Regions from separate parts of the Hordeum vulgare genome. Here region 2 is linked to region 1. A link is a contact called in public Hi-C data. All regions are on one chromosome and are shown on one strand. Each heading gives the region's core, a stretch centred on a gene start, on an enhancer-like site or on the middle of the called end of the contact. The rest is flanking DNA. Distances are from core to core; before and after follow the strand shown. Region 1 holds the start of LOC123410505 (cytochrome b561 and DOMON domain-containing protein At4g12980-like). Region 2 holds the start of LOC123411877 (auxin-induced in root cultures protein 12-like).

The links. Hi-C and Micro-C count contacts between places; a contact is called where the count stands out from the background.
Region 2: a contact with region 1 is called in a Hi-C map of leaf, with 2.8 times the contacts expected there. The contact joins the promoter of LOC123411877 here to the promoter of LOC123410505 in region 1. A contact is called at or near these places in 2 of 6 Hi-C or Micro-C datasets (leaf and seedling) and 1 of 1 datasets of contacts at active chromatin or transcription factors (embryo).

The regions. Positions count from the first base shown.
Region 1 is chr7H:192,593,092-192,596,678 of MorexV3_pseudomolecules_assembly, reverse strand. It overlaps LOC123410505 (cytochrome b561 and DOMON domain-containing protein At4g12980-like), which reads left to right and starts at 1,325. Exons shown (of 3, transcript XM_045103450.1): 1 at 1,325-2,076; 2 at 2,967-3,221; 3 at 3,343-3,587. The coding sequence starts at 1,462.
Region 2 is chr7H:193,000,678-193,004,686 of MorexV3_pseudomolecules_assembly, reverse strand. It overlaps LOC123411877 (auxin-induced in root cultures protein 12-like), which reads right to left and starts at 2,730. Exons shown (of 1, transcript XM_045104834.1): 1 at 1,552-2,730. The coding sequence starts at 2,607. The coding sequence ends at 1,825.

The sequences.
Region 1 (3,587 bases), core at 76-2,575:
CAAAGAATCAGTCAAGTGACCTTCAGTTTCATCTCTAATCCTGATTTTGTTGACGTGCTCATCCCCAACCCGGATGAGTACCGGTATGAAAGAAAGACGAATAATGACTTATTTATTAAGATTGCATCCTAGATAGTATTTTTATTAAACGTTTAACAGATAAAATAATATCATATTTAAATTCTACATATTTTTCTAATCAAATTCCATGTATAATATGTTAAATTGGAGTTACGGTTTAAAAGATATGAGTATTTAAAAAAATATTTAATATATACTACGAGTTTAATGTCATAAACAGTAAGGGCTTTTTTGTAAAATCACCTCGGTGGGTTTTCCGACGAAAGCGATAGCCTCTTTATTATTAGGTAAAGATTTAATTCTATGTCACCTCATCGAAATTGTCTAGTTGACATGTATAAGACTATTACATATACTCTCATTACGGACAACCTAGAAGAAGATTCAAATTCGTGACGGAGGGATTTCATGTCAAAGAAGATTATAGTATATTAACAAGCATTCAATCTCTCTTTAAAAGCTCTTTCGATAATAGCTGCCTTATGATGATACTTTAATGATCTAAATAATTTATATTTATTTACGGAGGGAGTACATGATACATTATCATGATATGATACAATATCACGATATGATACTCAACCATTTTTTTTAATTTAATTCTATGTCACCTTATTAAAATTGATTAGTTGACATGTATAATACTACGTATGATACTCTCATTACAGGCAGCCTTGAAGAAGATTCAAATTCGTCAAGGAGGGATTTCATGTCAAAGAAGATTATATTATATTAAGAAGCATTCAATCTCTCTTTAAAAGCTCTTTCGAATAGCTGCCTTATCATGATACTTTAATGATCTAAATTTTACGGATGGAGTACATGATAATTGACTTCCTATTCAACTTCATCGTCATCTTGAGAAAGGTTGAACTTCCATATCGACAATTGTGTTTGTGCTTAGTTAGCGGATCCCGTAGACTAAACTGAGCACTCTGGCAGCACTGAATCTACATGGTCATGCAGAAGTTTGTCATCACGTCAAATGTAGGCAGGTACGTACGCACCATATCCATGAACCGTACGCTACGGCTCAGTAGTAAACTCGGCAAGTCGCCGCGCAGAAACGGCAAGGAACGGACGTAAAAACGGAACGTGTTTAGCCTTTCCTAAAAGCCTCAGACCGCGTCAACCCCCGCCCAATCACACGCGCCCACGTTTCCGCCTTCCCTTCCCAAAGTCCACACCACCCTCACCGCCTCCTCCTTTATTAACCGCGCCATCTCCCTCCCCTGCTTCCCACACGCCCCGGCTCTGCTTCCTTCCGACTCTGAGCCCGAAAGAAAGCTCTCCTCTTTCCCCACCCACCGGTCTCCTCCCACCTGAACCCCCATTAACTCCTCGGCCCCGGAGAAGAGATCCCCCGTCCATCCATCCGCCATGTCCGTCACGCGGGTTCTCGCCCTGCTGGCGGCGGCGGCGCTGCTGGCCGCGGCGCCGGCGAGCGTGGGCGCGGCGGGGGCGTGCACGGCGGAGAGGTTCTCCAAGAACCGCGTGTACGCGGCCTGCACCGACCTGCCTACCCTGGGCGCGTCCGTGCACTGGACCTACGACCCGGCGGCGTCCTCCCTCTCCGTGGCCTTCGTCGCCGCGCCGCCCTCGGCCGGCGGCTGGGTCGCCTGGGGGCTCAACCCCACCGGCGACGGCATGAGCGGCACCCAGGCGCTCGTCGCCGCACCCAAGGGCGGCGCGTACGGCGTGGAGACGTACGCCATCCAGGGAACGTCCCTCGGATCGCCGGGGAGCATCGCCTACAAGACGACCGACCTCGCCGCCGAGGTCGGCGCTGACGGCCGCGTCCAGATGTTCGGGAAGCTCGCGCTCCAGAACGGCACCGGGGAGGTGAACCAGGTTTGGCAGGTCGGGCAGGTGTCCGGCGGGAGCATCGGCATACACGCAATGGCCGCTGCCAACATGGGCGCCAAGGGGAAGCTCAACCTCATCACGGGGGCGACCACCGCCGTCAGCGGAGGCAGCATCCTCAGGAAGAAAAATGTGAGCGCTCTACCCAGAATTTATTGATTTGATTCGACATTTATGCCTCTATCCTCGAGCTTTTATATACTTCCGATTCAGTTTGGCAATCGTAACGCAAACTAAAATTGTACGAAAAGATACATTCTCTACAGAAACAACTTGAGTAGGATCAAAATTATGGGGAGTAAAACTCTGAAGCTCCCAATTTCTGGCAATATTATAGGGACAATTTTCACCTTTTAACCGAAGCTCTAATTTTTTTTGAATTCAACTTTTCTACGAGTGAATAAGTGTAGCTGTCCAAGCGTTACTGCAATGAGTAAACAGGAGTAAACCACATGAATCAGTTTTGCTCTATGCATGTGTAGTGCAACAACATGGAAATACCATCAATTCTGTATGCTTCTAACGGACACCTCATAAGAAAACTATGCCTGTTGCCATGTGAAATCTCACATGCAGATGCCTAATTAACTAGTGTTCTTGTTGGCATGAGTTGACTTTGATCTGAAAATACATCAGCTCCTGGTACGTTGACTCTGTGTGTCACATGCCACATGGTTTCTTCTGTTCAATGCACTTTGAAAGTTTATACACTGGGGCTGAATTTTTCTTGCCTAGCTAGATTTCTTCCTGCCTTGGTGGACTTTTACGCCTTGATCAGTCTAATTGTTGATAGCTACATCTGCATGTTCATTCATGGCATTGACATAGAAGTTGTCTCTGCTAGCCTTAGCCCTTTTTATGCCTGTGTTGTGATAAAGAAATCAGTAATTCTTAAGGGGGGGAATAAATCCAATAGTCCCTGTTGATACATATGCACATATAAAATCATACAAAAGTTGTTGTGATGAGTAGTGATTTTATCAAAACATTGTCAATTCTTACCCCTGTTTTTTGTTCTTCAGACCCATGGAATTCTGAATGCTGTGAGTTGGGGGATTCTACTGCCAATGGGAGGCATAGTTGCTAGATATCTCAAGACATTCAAATCAGCCGACCCTGCTTGGTTCTACCTTCACGTTGCTTGCCAGCTGATAGGGTATGGTGTGGGAGTATCCGGCTGGGCCACCGGTATTCATCTAGGAAATCTGTCCAAGGGAATCACCTACTCGCTTCACAGGAACATTGGGATCGCTGTATTTGCTCTTGGTACCGTTCAGGTATATGATCTCCACATTCCCAATTCCTCTTATCTATTCAGTATTTGTGCACCAAAATTTGCGATGTCAGTTGCATAGAGGGGAGCTTACTAATATGTTTGATTTATTTGGTCTACTATAGATCTTTGCGTTGTTCCTGAGGCCCAAGAAGGATCACAAGCTGCGGGTGTACTGGAACGTGTACCACCACTCGGTGGGCTACACCATCATCATCCTGGGCATCGTCAACATCTTCAAGGGCATGAGCATCCTGAACGTGGAGCAGAAGTGGAAGACGGGGTACATCATCGCAATCGGCATCCTGGGCGGTGTGGCCGTGGTGCTGGAGGTGATCACCTGGAGCATCGTGTTGAAGAGGAGGAAGAC
Region 2 (4,009 bases), core at 1,481-3,980, 410 kb before region 1:
CATGTGCTCATCTGAGATGTTGCTAGCTAGGAGCGCACTTTCGCCACTCACCCGCAAGTGATCACGGTCAGACGCTAGCTAGCGGCAGCAGGCGCCGGGGTCCAATAGAACTCACCTCTGCCGGTCGGGTCCCTTGGCTATGCATGCTTTACCAGACGAACCGCTCGCTGGAATCCAGCCAAGCGAAGTGTGAACGACCGTGGAGCGGCCGGTCCTCCATCAGCTGCCATTCGTGAACGGAAGTGCGCCGGCCCTCGTCACACCGAACTTGCTACCTCGTCACCCGTTGGAATTGGATCCATCCATCCTCTCTATACTGAGTATTACTACTACCAGTCTACCACCACAGATGCGTGCACTGCACTGCATCAGTAATTCAGCATCACGCACGGGACGGGAGCGAGCAAAGCACACGCCGCCAGCTTCACGGCGATCATGGAGGTGGTGAGGTCCATGTACGCACCAGCCGGAAGCTGGAAAGGGCAGCCAGCTAGCCGTCCGGGCCGGGCAGTTGCACCCATGCAACAAGCCGACGAGGCGACGACACGGTGGTGCATCATTGCCTCCACCTACCGACTAGCGCTGCGCGACGCAGCAAATGTGGCGTCTGGACTTGAAACTTGAAGGGGCCAACGTACTAGGTTCCGGCAGTACAACCTTTTATTTCTTCTTTTTCGCTCTGAACAAAAGTCCATGTTCTTTTCCATCTTTTGTTTGTAGACAGGGTGGAACACCACCCACGTTCTATAATGTATGGATGGCTAGTATTTCTTTTGTAGTAGAAAAAAATGATGATCTAGATGACCCAGCTGTCCAGCTACAGAGCGACCAGTAGGTCAAAACTTCAAATGACATGAGTTGTTTAGTACATTTTTTTGGTGAAGACTGACCCAAGTAGTCGGGCTTGTGTCGGTAAAATAAATAAAAACCAAGTTGGAGAAGGATGGTGAGCGCGTTTACTCGTTGGCAGGAGAGCGTGAAGAAAATATCAACCCGGGGTCTCGGGCTGGACTGACGGACGGGCTCAGGAGCATTAACAAACTGGCATGCGCACATGAAGAGCCAGAAATCCATGTTGATGACCTGCCAATGTGGGACAGGATTGCCTGCATGCTCAGTGCTTATCATTAAAAAATCAAATCTGTAATGAAAATGATGCCCTACAAAAAAAATAAAAGGTAAAAGGCCTCCTTAATTCCAAGAATCTTTAAAAATAATTATGGAGTATTTAAATCCTTATGAATTTTAGTTTTAGGTGTGTCGTTTGATTAGTGGAATTGCAAACCATAGAGACTTTTACTTATAATTCATTTGTACTTCATTCTTCATTTCCCATCAAGCCCACCAAGTAATGTGTTTTTATTTGCGCAATCAAGTGTACATGACACTCTAATCCGTGGATTTTGCATTCCTATGTTTCAAAATCTTGCTTCTCACTCGGTGCCCGGGCTTTAAATAAATCGAATCAGCGTGTATCACTAGGCCAGATCGGGCAACTCCACCGCACAGAATGCAAGAGATACTCCTGCTGCACTACCAAACACTTGCTCCTTTGATGCTAAAAATTATATCAGTCATATGATAAACTCAGTGACATGTCCACTACAATACTAATCACTTACAGCTAGTACTACTTTCTACCTACAAACAACAGCTCGATAATAATCAGTACAAGAACCAGCTTTTATTTCAATCGAAAATAGGAAAAAGAATAGGCAGCAAAAGCAAGATCGATCGACAAAATTGGAACATTATATTGTTCAGGAAATGCTTCCTCCCCATGCCCACTGCCACCTCCGCTAATTATAGTACTCATTCATGCCATCATACTACCGCGAGGAGGCCCATCAACGCGAGCACAAGGAGTGCCGGCGCCGACACGCCGGCCGCGGCCGCGGCCGACGGGGACTTGCCGGCAGAAGGCGCCGTGGTCGCCGCCGCGCCGGCGTCGCTTCCGGACGGGCCACCGGCCATGGGGGCGGGCGACGGCGAAGGCGAGGTCGCGGAAGCCGCTTTGCCCGAGAGGACGAGCTTGGACTTGGAGGCGAGGTTGCCGGGGGCGAAAGCGTGCTTGTCGGGGGCCCCGGCGGTGACGGAGGTGCCGACCTGCCATATATGGTTGACGGCCTTCATGCCGCTGTGCAGCTGCAGCTTGCCGTAGAGCCGGATCTTGCCGGCGCTGCCGGAGTCGGCGGCGAGGTCGGTGGCCGGGAACGCGATGGGCGTGGAGGCCTTGCCGAGCGGCACGTAGCCGGTGATGTTGTACGTCCTGACGGTGGGCGCGGCGGCGCCGGAGCCCTTGAGCGCCACGAGCGCCTGCGCGCCGGCCATGCCCTCGCCCGTGGGGTTGAGCGCCCAGGCCACCCACCCGTTGGCCCCCGCCGGCGCGGCCACGAACGCCAGCGAGAGGGACGACTTGGACTCGTCGTAGGTCCAGTGCAGCGCGGCCCCCAGCTGCGGGAGGTCCTCGCACTTGGCGTACGTCTTCCCCGCCGGGAACTTCTCGGCCGCGCACGCGCCGGCGCCGGCCGCGGACGCCGCGCGCGTGGACGCCACGAGGAGCAGGAGCAACAGCAGCGCGATGTGGCGCGGCATCGTGGAGGCCATATGCCGCCGCTAGATTCGGAGCGTCAGTGGTGAGTGAGGACTTGTGCTGGTTTGTGTGTGTGTGTTTGTTGTTCTCGGAGTGTCAGTGCAGTGCGGGGTGAGGACGCGGGGACGGTGGGGTTTTATAACAGGGGAGGTGGGGCTATGTGTAATATTTGAAGGTTTTGGGTCGGTTTGTGGTTAAATTTGTGTTTTCTTTCTCATTGCAAAGTCTGGATTTGGTTTGGTGTGAAGGCTAATGAAGCCTTTCTAGGTCAGTGTATAGACATGTTGGCGATAAAAAAAATGGGTTGTAATGACTCCTGTAAATTTGGTGTGCGTGTGCTGGCCACAGGTGTCCTCGGTTCAGACATAAATCCATCAAAGACGGTGGGTGTATGCAGATGGATTCTTCGGCACACACTATTTTTTTTTTAACACAGTACACATGCAATCCCTCGTATAAAACACGCATACACTCACTTTAATGAATATACATATGTACACATTCATATAAACACGCCTGAGCTAGCATATTATTTCGAGATTTAGAAACACGAAAACGTCTTCTTTCATTGAAAAAGTATCGCTGAAAATCCTGAAATAAATCTGGCATATCATCTCATCTCACTGAAAAAGTATCAGCAAAAATCCTGAAATAAATCTGGCATATCATCTCGAGATTTACAAGCATGAAAACGTCTCCTTTCACTAGAAAAATATCGCTGAAAATTCTGAAATAAATCTGACATATCATGTCGTCCCATTGAAAAGTATCGTCGAAAATCTTGAAATAAATCTGACATATCATCTCGAGATTTACGAGCATGGAAACATCTCCTCCTACTAAAAAGTATCGCCGAAAATTCTAAAATAAATCCATAAATAATGCAAACAACGGTACTTGAATCCTAATAGACTAAAGATAACACAGTCCCTCTAACCATTCATCCACATGTTGATTTCATTAGAGGACTTGATACGAATGTACATAGACATATTTTAAAACGTAGTGTAGTCCACTGGTACAATCTCTAAAAAGACCTATATTTAGGAACGGAGGAAGTATTAATATAAGAAATGACAAACTTTTTCGTCATAAGGATATTTCATGTGTACTTCCTCCGCTTCTAAATATAAATCTTTTAGAGGTTTTACTAATGGACTACATATATATGTATATAGACATACTTTAAAGTGTAGATTCATCTATTTTGTTTCGTACGTAGACTTTTAGTAAAATCTTTTAAAAGACTTATATTTAGAAACGGAGAGAGTATATGTTAAAAAAAAAACTCGCACCGAATTGGCGCGAATGGGGGGAGGGGCAACTGAAGCTAGACAAGACGATGCGTCGGTGGCTGGGTGCAGAAGGTGCCATAAGGACGCGGCCACGATATTATTGCCCGTTGTGCCAAACGAG